Linked DNA regions of Mus musculus: region 1 is linked to region 2. The links are chromatin contacts, called in public Hi-C maps. All regions are on one chromosome and are shown on one strand. The core of a region is the stretch at or near the end of the contact, and the rest is flanking DNA. Distances in the headings are between cores, read along the strand shown.

Region 1 (6,364 bases), core at 3,407-5,906, 150 kb after region 2:
GTTCTGGGCAATGGGAGAGCCCATTCTGAAGGATATAGTCAGGGTCTCCAACTTTTGAGACTTAGTTGCTAAAAATGCTGGGGGCTTATCTCCTGAGCTCTTGAGTCCTGTAGAACAATCAGCAACCTGAAGGAAGACCTGGAAATTTCATTAAATTGGTTTCTATGCTTTCCTTTTTTAAAATTTTTTTATTAGGTATTTTCTTCATTTACATCAATGGAAACACTATGTCATTGTGATAGTCTTGGAACAGTAAAAAGGAAGAAGCTTCCCCGAGATTGTGTATTGTATCGGCTCATTGGCTTTCTCCACTACTCACCTTTGTTGGCTTTTTACTATCATTTAGCGCTGGTGTAACAATGAAGCAAATTTTGTTATTAATTAGCATTAAATAGTCATTATTGCATTAATTTGGTGTTAGTGGTGATTCTGAATTCAGTTTGAGCAGCATGCATACACAGGAAATTATTGAATAAGGAAATATTTCCTGATTGTATGTTCACATCTTATTTTTTTCTTACTGTGTTATTGCACATAAGTCAGCATTGATGTTTTACATTGGAATTCTAGCAAGAAGGATTTCTTGTGGAGGGCATAATAATGTGTCCTGAATCGGAATTATTACCAGAGACTCTAGATGAGATTCAGGGTTACTAGTAATTTCACCTCTTGGTTTCTTTTCTTTTCTTTTTTCTTTTTTCTTTTCTGTCTTCCCAGGAGGAGTTTAAGAAGGAAAAGGGAGAAGATCTAATTCAAATACTGTGTGAAAAGGAGGAGGCTGAGGCTGATGCTGGTGCTAGTGTCTGCTCCCTGCTTCTAGCCCAGTCTGAGGTTAGGCCTGAGTGTTTGCTGATGGTCTTGGCCAATAGCACAGGTAAGGTCCACTAGGGGGCTTTGGGTTGAATAGGACTAAAATTAAATGGGGCTCATGTTAGAAGATCCTGGTTGGAGCTCCTATAGCCTCAGCTTAAGAAACCACAGGTGCTGGGAAGAAAGGACTTGCTGAAAAGAACCACTCTGAATAAAAGAGTTTCTAGGACAACATGGAAGGATAGCTCAAGATGAGCTGGACTGGCTTCTAGATTTAACAACCCCTGTTTCTAATTCTAGAACTTCCCAGCAAACTCCAGCTTATGGAAAAGCACCAATCTGACTTGAGAAAGGTATGTTCACAAGATCATGTACCTTATGGAGAGCACTGGATTAGCAGAGGAAATGGTGGCCTTCAGGCATCCCCTTCCTTCTTTCCATCCTCTGATAGTCTTCAACAGGGAGTTCCATCAAGGGATACGGAGTGGTCTGGACTTCTCACTAGAAGTCCTTTTCCACAAGTGACATGCTACTGTGTATTTGTCTTTTCCTTAAGCTGGGGATCCAAAGCTTCAATAAACAAGATATCGGGAGCCACCAGAGCTATTCCCGAAAGACTCTTATTGCATTGGTCACCTCTGGAGTTCTGCTGGCCATCTTGGGCACCACTGGTTATTTCCTGATGAACCGTCGCAGTTGGAGCCCTACAGGAGAAAGGCTGGTCAGTTTTGGGGTACAGGGGCAAGCAAATGGGAAAAATAATGAACTTCTGGGGGAGGCCCATAGATGTTATGAAAGGGAGAAGGAGAAATATCATAAAAGATACTTTTGACATAGGGATATGCATGCAGGAAGATATTGTACTTACAAAAGAGTAGGGACATCATGCAGCAAATCTGTAGAAGGGTAAACTGGGGCAAGCTCATCTGCTAGTCAATGTCACAGTTGATGATTTATGACATCTACTCACTTTATCCCAGATAGTTCAGCTGAATAAGAGAGAATAGGCTGTTAGATTGGACATGCTTACTTGTAAACATATTGAATGCCCCATGGGTGCCATTTTGCTCACAAACATGGGACATATGGAAGGGAAATCTACTCTTAAAGTGTTCTGGATAGAGGGAGGGGAAAAGCTGAAGGTTGACTCTTGCCAATGGCTGGTATCTACTGGGGGGGCTCTTCTGCCCCGAGACTGGTTTCTTATGGGGTTGGTTACTGAGCCACATTGACATGGTGTGGTGCCTCTCCTCTGTCCTTTCTCCTCTAGGAGCTGGAACCTTGATGGCTGTTGGGAAGAAAAGAGGCTGCACATGTAGCTGTACCTGCTCTGCCCCCCCCCCACTCCTACTTCCTTTGTGCTCTCCTCACAGTACCTCACAACCCTGCTTACCAGATAATGCTACTTTATTTCTATACTGTCCAGGGTGAAGACCCTTATTACACGGAGAATGGTGGAGGCCAGGGCTATAGCTCAGGACCTGGGGCCTCCCCTGAGACTCAGGGAAAGGCCAATGTGACCCGAGGGGCTCAGGAGAACGGGACCGGCCAGGCCACTTCCAGAAACGGCCATTCAGCAAGACAACATGTGGTGGCTGACACAGAACTGTGATTTGGTTGGGTGGGCAACTGGGTGGTATGCAGGAAAGTGGCATCTCTTGTCTCTGACTTCATGCTGCCTTCAGCTCATGTCCGGCCTTCTCCTATTACATACACTTCTGAAACTGTTCCTGGGACTCTTCACCTTGGGGAAGGCAGATAAACTGCCTTCTGCACATTCAACTTCCTGAATCCAATCTCTGACCTTTGGGTCAAGTTGTGGTGGGAAGAAGCCTAGGTCTAGAGGAGCTGCCAAAAAAGTTGGTGGCTATGTAGCACTTGCCCTGGACCCATTTCTCCTCTCTCGCCTCTTCACGGGAACTCTCCGGAAGACTAGCTTTTCTAAGCTACCACTTCTTCCCAGGAAACTTTGCTATTTTTACTGCTTCTTCCCCTACTTTATGGAAACCAAGGTATTCACTGACATGTGCTCCCTTGCAAGGGTACAGCCAGAAAAGTGCTATTTTAAAATACATCCTTAAAAAATGCATCCCTTATAACTTCAAGACACTGTGGATTTAGTCACCAACTTCTATCTTGTTCACCTGTTCCTGAATGTCTGTCTACAGAGGCCAGGACAACTTTCTGTCTGGAGTCTGCTCAATGTTTTAGAGCAACAGCTCAATCTGATCCCTTGGGCCCACACAGAAATCTCATTGGTTCAACCTAGACAGGACAGTGGAATTAGACTTTGAACTGAGCCTCTGTTTTTTGTTTTATTTTATTGCTGGGGTTTGAACCCAGAGCTTCACACAGCTTCTTTAGGCTTCCAAGTAGCTTGAGCTACCAGGCCCAGCTGAGCTAAACCTCCTGACCTGAGCTCTTCAAAGGAATACTCTTGCTCTGAGGCCCTTGGCCTTCTCTAAATTACGTGACTTCCCCCTTCCTCTGACTCCTGGGGGAGCTGTGGCCTCAGTCCCCTGGCAGATTCCTTTCAGTCTGTGCCTTTCCTAGTCCAAACCCCTTCACTATTTTATAACCCTTTGTGATCAGAGGTTCAGAATATCTACAAAGACTATAAGCTTCCTCTCCTGGGGTTAAGGGGAGAACAGGGGTCCTGATTTTAATGATGGCTAGGAACAAAACTTTCCAGAGATGAGAGGATTGGGTGTATTCTCTTCTGAATAAACGTGATGAGTGAAAATGATGTAATTAAATTGATGATGAAATATTTGATGTGGCCCTATAATGCTGACTGTGCTAACTGACCGACTGGTTTCCATATCAGGCTTGGGAAGATTGTATGGCAGTATGGGGGAAGTCAACCAAGGAGAAGACTGCCATAGGAGAGGGACACAGGTACCAGCCAGGGCACCCAGAACTTGTAACTTTATGAAAAGTTCCTTTCCATGTTGAGAGGCAGAGAGGTTGAAAGCTTTCCATAGTAGGGAGAAGGGCAGGCTGAAATGTTCTTTCAAAGGGGTGAGGCATGTTAGGTATTCAGAAACATCTTTCTGAGAAGATAGGCATATAAGCAGCTGCATGCAAAATATACAAATGAGGGGGTAAAGGATTCATATTATCTGAGCATCCTCTAACCCAGCTCATAGCACAACCAGGCAGGACTATGTGAGCTCTATTCTGTATCTGGCTACCAATCCCAGATTACAGCAGCCACATATAAGCACTTGCTCACACCAGATTCTAGGTGATCTGCCCTCATGCCACAAGAAGTGGAAAGGGGCGATGCTGGACTTTCAGAGGCCTCTAGAAACACCCCTAAGTGCATAGGGAGTCAGAGGTTAAACAAAAATGTATTCCTTAAGTCTTATCTTGTCAAAATCAGACACATCTTCAACCTATTTATTTCTAGTTTTTGTCTAACTTTGCTAATGGAAACTTCTCCCTAGGATTAGGGAAACTAAGGGACAAGGCTCGACCTTGCCCAAAATGTGGTGACTGTTTGGGGGATCAGAGAAAGGCAAGATGGTGACTGAACATAAAAGTCTAGTTAGCTTCCATTTGGTAACATGTTTTACAATGAATGACCAGTTAAGGGTCTGGCCCTGGTTAGTGGTGTCTGGAAGTAATAGGTTCAGGGAATAGAGTCTTTGGAAACATTAGAGGGAGGAGAAACAGCACCTGGGCCTCAGGATCATTTTACTCTGAGCTTTTGAGGGTAAAGGCTTAGGGGAAAGGTACGTGTATGTTCTGGGGATAGATGAGTAGTGTCCATGATAGCTTAGAAGCTTACTCTAAAGGCCTCATTTGCTTCCTTAAAACATCCTTTCCCATCCGGCCTAAAAATCATGATGCAGCAATGGCACCACCTGCTGGCCCTGCTGGGCTCCCACTGTTCAGCCTCAGTACTGGTATCTTGTGTTTGCTGGGTTTCTTTCTTGTGTCAGCCTACCCTTAACAATCTAGTCCTGTTTACCACATTATTAACACACACACGCACATGCTCACACGCATAGCAGGGTAACAATGGAAAGGACTTTAACGATACATTTAGTTCCACTCCTTGTGTACAGCAAACCCACACCAAAGATTTAGGAAGGATGCCCTGAGCATGAGGCTTCTTCTCATCTTTGCTTCCCGTGCTTCTGCAGAGGCTTCTGGGTTCTTTTAATTGGGTATCTTGATGCCAGTGGCATGTTTCAGAGTGAGTTTAGAACTACATTTTTGCATCATTTCACCACTGTATACTGTGCAGGACTCAAAAGCCTAGCAGGTCCTGAGCCTAGAACAAAAATCCTGGGAAGATCTGAGGCTCTACATTCATTATGACTGTGCAAATGGACTCTTGCCAGATTTACATATAAACAGATATATGACAGTGTCCTTCAAGTCTGGACAAGTATACTACCCTCTTTTTATCTCTTCTAAACAAATCAAACTTATGTCCCTTTGCCAAGGCATAAGTTCAGGGATAGGCTAACAACATTTTTGCAATAGGATGTTACTCATTTCCTTATAAACCTACTCATAGCCCAAGGGTTTTCTATTGCAATTTAGCCATTCAACAAGTCTTTATCAAGGGCATTGTGTGGCTGCTGCTCTAAAGGCAGGATAAAGCAGGCTTTCAAAGAGCTCTAGAAGAGGAGAAAGACAGCAAAATATTTTAGCTTAGTAAAAATACACAAACATCTTCAGGTAATATTCAGAACTATGATAAGCTTCCTCTTCAATATGTTCCAAGACCCCTTGGTAGAGATGGAAACCTTAGTACTGAGGCCTGCAGACAATCACTGTGATATTTTAAGAGTTGACCTGATAACCATGATGGCTACCAAGGAACAGAACACTATTTGAGGGATTTTATTTACAAGATTGGCATGTAGGCATGTCTATATGGTTTTTCTGAATTGTTGATCATTGTAGGCAGTTCTGTGAAGTATAAGAAAGATAGCAGGATATGAACCTGAGAACAGGGGAGTGGGGAACATTCTCCCACAATCTCTACTCCAGTTTTTGCCTCCAGGTTCCTGTCTTGAGTCCTTGCCCTAATTAGCCTTGATAAGTCAGGTAACCTCTTTTCTCTCCAAGTTGAGTTTGGTCAGTGTTTGATCGTATCAACAGAGACAAAACTAGGACAGCAATGAACATTTCTTTTCATAGCTCGTTGTAGAACTTTTTGTAGGAGCTTCCATAATTTGGCTAGCCATTTTAGACACCACTGGCAAACAAATTGATGAAATTGATTTACATATGACGTTAGTATTCAATAAGCAAAAGACTGTCTGCTTTGTCTTCCCTGAGCATGGCTTACCAAAGATGAACACCACACAATGTAATTCAGGGATAGCAGCACCAGCAGATGAAGTAATCAGGGCAGTCATTCAGCAGAGATGGACTATGGCATTGTAAGGGTCTCAGACACAAAACTATAGACCAACAGTTATTCTAAACTTTAACTCATTGGAATGTCATTGGCCTTGGTGAATCAATTCACTGTCCTCTGAGCTCACACAGAAGGATTTCCTAAGTTACACTTAGTCCATGAATAGAACTG
Region 2 (6,206 bases), core at 1,708-4,207:
CCAAGGCCACTTTTCTTCTGATAATCTACTCATGTTAAAGTTTTCGGGGCCATATTAATATCCTGGAAAAAAAAAAAAACTAATGACTGGCCTTTCACACCAAGCCAAAGTGTTTGCTCCTCATATCACCCAAAGCTTATCATCTTAGAACTTAGAATTTTGAAAATGAAAGAAATGATATAGTCAAAACAAGAATAGGAACAGAAGACAGGATAACTCTGGCTCGCCTTTTTTTCCATCTCAGCACCGTTAAAGACTTTCTGAGCAGCTGCTACTGCTCAGGCTGATGTCGAGAGTGCTGTTCATCAAGAAGTAAAAAAAAAAGAAAATGTTTTACATCCCTTTCAACAGTATCTTACCCACACCCTTTTCAGTGTGCCTACCTGGTATATCCCAGCAGCCACTTATGGTACCCGTTCACTGCCTCTGGCATGCTTCACTGAAGATGTTTGGAGAGTATGGAGAGAATGATGGGAAGAGAGCAAATCAAAGAATGTAGATGAAGGGAGAAGGGCCAACCTGAAAGATAGTCTAGACACTTTGCTAAGGATTCCATGAGTTGGACAACTTGGGCTGAAAAAGAAGAGTGGCCAAGGGGCACAATTATAGAAAAACTAAGGAGGAAAATTCAGCTAGAGAGAGGCCATGCCATGCCAGGAGGGTGAGTTATTGTAGAGTCTTGCTCTCATTTTAGCTTTCTACCTATCATTCCACCAGTTCTTTGCTTTAGTTTACTAGTCACTGATAGTCTACTCCCTGGTGGAGAGGAGAGAAAGTTGATTGGTCACTGTTCTTGCTGTTATCCAACTTGAAGATATTTTGGCCTTTTGTTTAAAAAGAAAAAAAAAGTTAAAGCTACCACCCTTCCCCTCAAAAAGCCATTTATCTTTGGGGAGGCATGAATTCTCTCTTAAACCTACCTAGCTTTACTTTATTTCATTGATCTACACAAAAGGCAATTCTCTAGGAAAGGAATAGGACTGCAGAGGGTTTGGCAAGACAGAGTTCTAGAGGACTGTATTAAGATTTATCCCTCAACTGAACAACACCTCTTGCCTTCTGTGTGGATCAGGCACTTCTGTGTCTGATGTTCTACCTCTTTCTGTGGTTTGAATCTCAAAATTACTTCTGATCCCTCTTTCTTTATAGAGTGCAGTCATTGAACTCATGGGCACACTGTGATCATACCGAAAGAGGGAACTGTGTCCTTCACTCATTCATTTGGAGAACAATCCTAAGTACTAATCGTCTGCCAAGTTCTTAAAGGTCCTACAGACCAGGGTGAATAAGACCTCAAAGGTCCTTCTTTCAGCAAATGCAGATTCTCCAAGCTGCTAGACCTACCACCAATATAGCAGCAGGATGGTTTTCCCACCCTCCCCAGCAGAAAACACTAGGTGCATAGAAAATGGGGTGTCATTAAGGAAGAAGGCTGACCCCCCCCCCCACACACACACTGCTACCACCTCTTTAGTCAGCACAACCTTGCTGCTTATGCTCCTGACCTTCCTTCAGTTCTACCAGGATGAAAATAGAAATTAGCAGTTAAGGCCCCTGGGCCTGCTGCACATGAGATAAAAGCAGAGGAGGCTGCTAGCAGTCCTGATACAACAAGCAGAGACTGCTGGAAGCCTCTAGCTATCCAGTTCTCAGACACTGCACAACTGCCAAATCTGTAATCTCACCTGCTGCCTGGCAATACTAAGCTGGCAGTTACTCAAAAAGGACCCTTTCCAACCACATTGTGTCACAGCTAAGAGCCCTGAATCCTCGACAAAGACAGTGAAGAATTGAGATACAGAGGGCCAGGAGGGTGAGGAAATGCAAAGTGGCTTCAGGGACCTAGGGCATGGGGCAGATCTTATGGTGGGAAGAAGGCTGGAAGAGGTGGTCAGGTCCTCCTGATGCCTTGTCTTAGGAATGTGCTCATAGAATAGTGGCATCTGTTTCATACTCCATATCTCTTTTCCTTCTATCTTTTCTACTCATTCCCTAGAGTGAAGATTTAGTATCTAAGGCCCAGTGACACTTATAATAAAAAGTAAAATTCTCTTGGTACTTTCTAGCTAGTCTAGGGAATGTTACAAGAGACAAGCAAGGCCAATGCCTGTCAGACAGGCCTCAACACAATAAACAAAATAGAGAGTCTCCTGCCTTGCACAGGCTCACAACTCACTCTCCTCTCCCATACCATCTCCCCAGACTGAGCTGCCTCCTCCCTGCCTCTGTCCCTAGGAACACAGAGAAGGCAGTAAGAAGCTTCTTTGAGACTCAGTCAAGGTCATCATTTTGACACGCTTGGTCTCCATTTTGACATCCACGCATAAAGAAGTGTGGTCCCCACCAAACAGGACCAAAGTTCCTGAATGTATGGGAGAGAAAGGGACAAGCTCTTTATGCAGGCACATGAAGGCCTTGAGCCAAGCTGCCTCTCCTCATCCTCTCCTACTCAGACCTTTCCCCATGACACACTGGAATCTGTATTATATCTATTTTTAAGAAAGTACAATGCTGGTTGTCTGGTTTTGTTGTTTTTACAGGTGTTATGAAATAATAAGAAAATGAAGTATTTAAAATGTTCCAATAAAGCGGGGTTTTGTTATCTAATATATTATCATGTACCTATTGTAAATATGAAACTCCTATTTTGCAAGCCAAGGACACAATTTGTACTGTTGTTATATATAAATAAAGATTACTGGATTAAAAAAAAATCTTAAATCTTCATATAAGCACAGTTATTTGGCCACATGGGTATAGAATAATTTTGGGGTCTATACAAGAAGCAGATAGTCAGAAAGAGCAACTGAGTTGCTGTGAATGAATCTGAGAAAACTGTGGAGCCAGAGCTTATTCATGTCTAGCCATCTTCATCACACACGTGCATACACTGCCTGCTCCAGGCATGTCAGTGGATGAACACTGCCCTCTAGCCCCAGGACTTCAGAATACAGCTTGCCTCTGGGGAGGCTATAGGCTCCTTTCCAGAGTGAGTTCTTAGACTAGTGTCACCTCTCTCCCCAGGACCAGCCCTTCCAAAAACAACACTCACTCATGGATTAAGTGCTAGGATGAAATGTGAATGAGAGAAGCCTGGCCCTTGCTCCTACTGCTTAGGATGATTCTGAGGGAGACTTTCCGTTAAGCATTGAGATAGATAGTGGTGTTCATATTTGCTTCAGAAATTAAAAGTGAATAAAGTGAAAGATGCCAGATGGTGAGTACTTTTAGATCCAGCCCAGGGGAGGAATATGAAGACAGCCCCTGATTGGGGAGTTGTGAACAGAAAAAAAAAATGGATCTTAGAAGCAGGAGAACTTCCACTGTTCTGTAATGAGCCTGAAGAGAAGAAATCTTCAAACTCCCTCTAAACTGAGGGTGATATGACCCTCCCTTTACCCTTATTTTCCTGTTTTTATCCTGCAGTTCGGTGATGTGTGACATTTTCACTCTCTTACTGGTGAGATACATTAGATGAGAATGACTCAAGAACCTGTCCCAGCCAAGTGTACTCAGGAGTTTCTCATCCTTTTCTATTAGAAAACAGGACCAGAAGGACTTTCTGAGAAGCAGGGTATCCCTGACTTTGAACATCCAACACACATAAAGAACCCTAGTACTCATTAAACAGAATTTTGGAAACGAGAGCATTTTAGTATATAGATATTCATATATATATATATATATATATATATATATATATATACATACACACACACACACACACACACACACACATATATATATATATATATATATATATATATATATATATATATATATACACACGCATACATACATACAGCCAGGGAGTACTGGGATTTTAGGTATATACCACCTCAACAGGCTCAAAGAAATAATTCTTGAGATTTTCTACCCAGTACTCAGCAACTGGTAGTGCTTTTTATGTATTTGTATTCCTGTGCATTCATCTCTCACTCCCCCTCTCCTCCCCTGAAATGAAAGGACAGTACAGTGCCGAGGCCTGAGTGGAAACAGTGTGCACTGTGTTCAATACCATAGCTTGTCTGAAGGGCATATCCCCATTTTGTCATCCTCTGCTGTCCACCATGTCTATGAAGGTGTGACACACAATACAGTAGCCCTGGTGAGCTAACACCGGCTTCTGTTACTGCCTGCTCATGGACTGACCTTGCACCTAAACCCAGGTCTCAATGGCTAGAACTCATTTTCAGCTGTAGTTATAGTTTTTTTCAGAGTGATTTTAATGTGTCCAAAGCTAGTGGAGTTCCGTGAAGTCAGTTTGTCCAGTTGCCCTTAAAGGGCCTATTTCAGGACAGTTTCTCGTTCAAGGATGTCAGGCATAAAGGCAGGTTCTGTAAAAAGACTTCCTACTCATAAATTTAAATCATTCATAGTCAGCATTAAAATGGTGTTTACAATGAAGATAATTGAAGGCTCAGCAAGAAATAACAATCCTAAAACATTTAATATTACTTAGTATTTAACACTTCACAGCTGCAAAACTCTAGCCTCAGTACCCCAAGATGACACAGTTCCTTCTCATCTGTGTCAAAAGCATCCTGAAAAAAAGACAAAGTAAACCAAAACAAAAACTAAAGTCAGGTCAGAGCTGGTGTGCCTCAATCCCTAGCATGGGCTCTGTCTTCTTCAAAGAAAGATTCTAAGAACAGCCATTTGTACTATTCTATTTCCCATATCACCTAAACCCAGGTCTCTTAAAGCAAATTGTCTTACAATATTTACAGCTTTGTGAGTATTTCAGAAGACAGATAAAACCACAAACAACTGCAGGATCAAACTCTCCAGGAGGAAAGGGCAATTTCTAGGCTGAATTCTTTTCCTGGAGCTAGTTCCTTCAAGTGTCCAGTTTAATGACTACATAAATTATATCTGTCATTTTCTGAGTACTTCACTTACTTTTCAAGTTTGTAAATCTGTGCACCAACAATTCTAGATCTCTAGAAGATCTAAGAGAGAATAGCTATCTCAAAGCTATTAAAATGCATCATGGATTTTAAATGTAATGAAAAGCTTGCCTAAAATTGCCTCCATTCTTTTAATAGATTTGGTAATTTTTTAAGACTGTAATATTATTTTTTAAAACACTGGAACCTGTAAGATAATTCATCAAGTTAAAAAACAAAACAAAACAACCAAAAAAAAAAAAAAACCAAAAACCAAACCAAACCACTTGCCACACAAGCCTCTTTTTTCTGATCTTCGTGTGTGACTTGGCACACATGTGTTTATATACACATGTCATATACATACATACCAACAAAACAAAAATAAATAATAATAATTTTTTTAGAGTAAGACATAGCTTTTTATTGGTCTAACCTGGTCTAATCCACATGCCTAGTGACAGACTTGGCCAGTTTTCTCCATCTGTCTCCAGTCTTCCCTTTGTTGAGAGCTCCTGGTTTGACCCAGGAAAGAAGATTATCATGGGCAAGGATGGCAGACATTCAGTTGGGACCTGAAGGGGTTCAGTGTGATAGAGATATGTGGCTGCTGGGCAGAGGGAGGATAGTGCCCTGCACAGCTCCTGCTTGGACAGAATGGGAGGGGTCAGAAGGGAAGAACTTTCCCAGCAGCTCCCACTGTACCCTTCTTGCCATCAGCATCTCTCCCTCAGCTTCCTTAACGTTTCACTCCAGTTAGACCTTTTTCTGCTCCATATCTTTAATTTTTTTCTGCTATTTTCTGTTTGTCTAACAGTTGGTTGTTAATTACTTCCTTGGACTGTAGAATAAACATTCTTCCTACACCTTCATACGTTAGTCTCATCTACCAGTGTCATAATCTCCATGTCCATAAATTGTGCATGCTTTTTCTTTCTGTTTAGCTGTTCAATCTGTATGTCTGCAAGTTTCACCTTCTGTTGAGTATCAATAGCTTTGGCTTGAACCTCTGTGAAGGTCTTCTTCAACTCCAGATTCACAGAGGGTGCCATATTGGAGCACTCTATATGCCTGTACTAGAGGCTAACCAGAAAAGGTAATAATAATAATAATAATAATAATAATAATAATAATAATAAATTTTAAAGAAAATACTCCCCTCCCCATGAGAAAATTCTTCACTTTTGGTCTGCTCGTGCCCACTCAATACAGCTCCTAATATTTCTTTCAACTAAACTATGGATTGTCACCCTTATTGAATGCCATGTATAGTCCATTAAAATCTGAATGGGGAGGATTATGTTAATAAAGTTATAT

The links. Hi-C and Micro-C count contacts between places; a contact is called where the count stands out from the background.
Region 1: a Hi-C map of cortical neurons shows a contact between it and region 2, with 4 times the contacts expected there. The contact joins two enhancer-like sites. A contact is called at or near these places in 11 of 39 promoter capture datasets (the 3T3-L1 cell line, 3T3-L1-derived adipocytes, the HPC-7 cell line and 6 more), 6 of 484 Hi-C or Micro-C datasets (the AML12 cell line, cortical neurons, embryonic fibroblasts and 2 more), 1 of 115 datasets of contacts at active chromatin or transcription factors (fibro-adipogenic progenitors) and 2 of 9 other capture datasets (adipose tissue and embryonic stem cells).

The regions. Positions count from the first base shown.
Region 1 is chr1:194,957,700-194,964,063 of GRCm38.p6, forward strand. It overlaps Cd34 (CD34 antigen), which reads left to right. Exons shown (of 8, transcript NM_133654.3): 5 at 718-874; 6 at 1,111-1,163; 7 at 1,367-1,531; 8 at 2,237-3,593. The coding sequence ends at 2,422. Gm16897 (predicted gene, 16897) reads right to left here. Exons shown (of 5, transcript NR_033564.1): 3 at 1,679-1,799; 4 at 1,186-1,514. Among named protein-coding and RNA genes, the nearest start is that of Gm16897, 16 kb to the right of the region's middle. Within about 2 kb of position 4,657, at least 34 of the 459 cell types and tissues checked have an H3K27ac peak or open chromatin away from gene starts, as enhancers often do. A contact at or near this core is called in cortical neurons, where this site is marked.
Region 2 is chr1:194,814,149-194,820,354 of GRCm38.p6, forward strand. It overlaps Plxna2 (plexin A2), which reads left to right. Exons shown (of 32, transcript NM_008882.2): 32 at 1-2,721. Among named protein-coding and RNA genes, the nearest start is that of Mir3962, 4.7 kb to the right of the region's middle. Within about 2 kb of position 2,958, at least 110 of the 459 cell types and tissues checked have an H3K27ac peak or open chromatin away from gene starts, as enhancers often do. A contact at or near this core is called in cortical neurons, where this site is marked.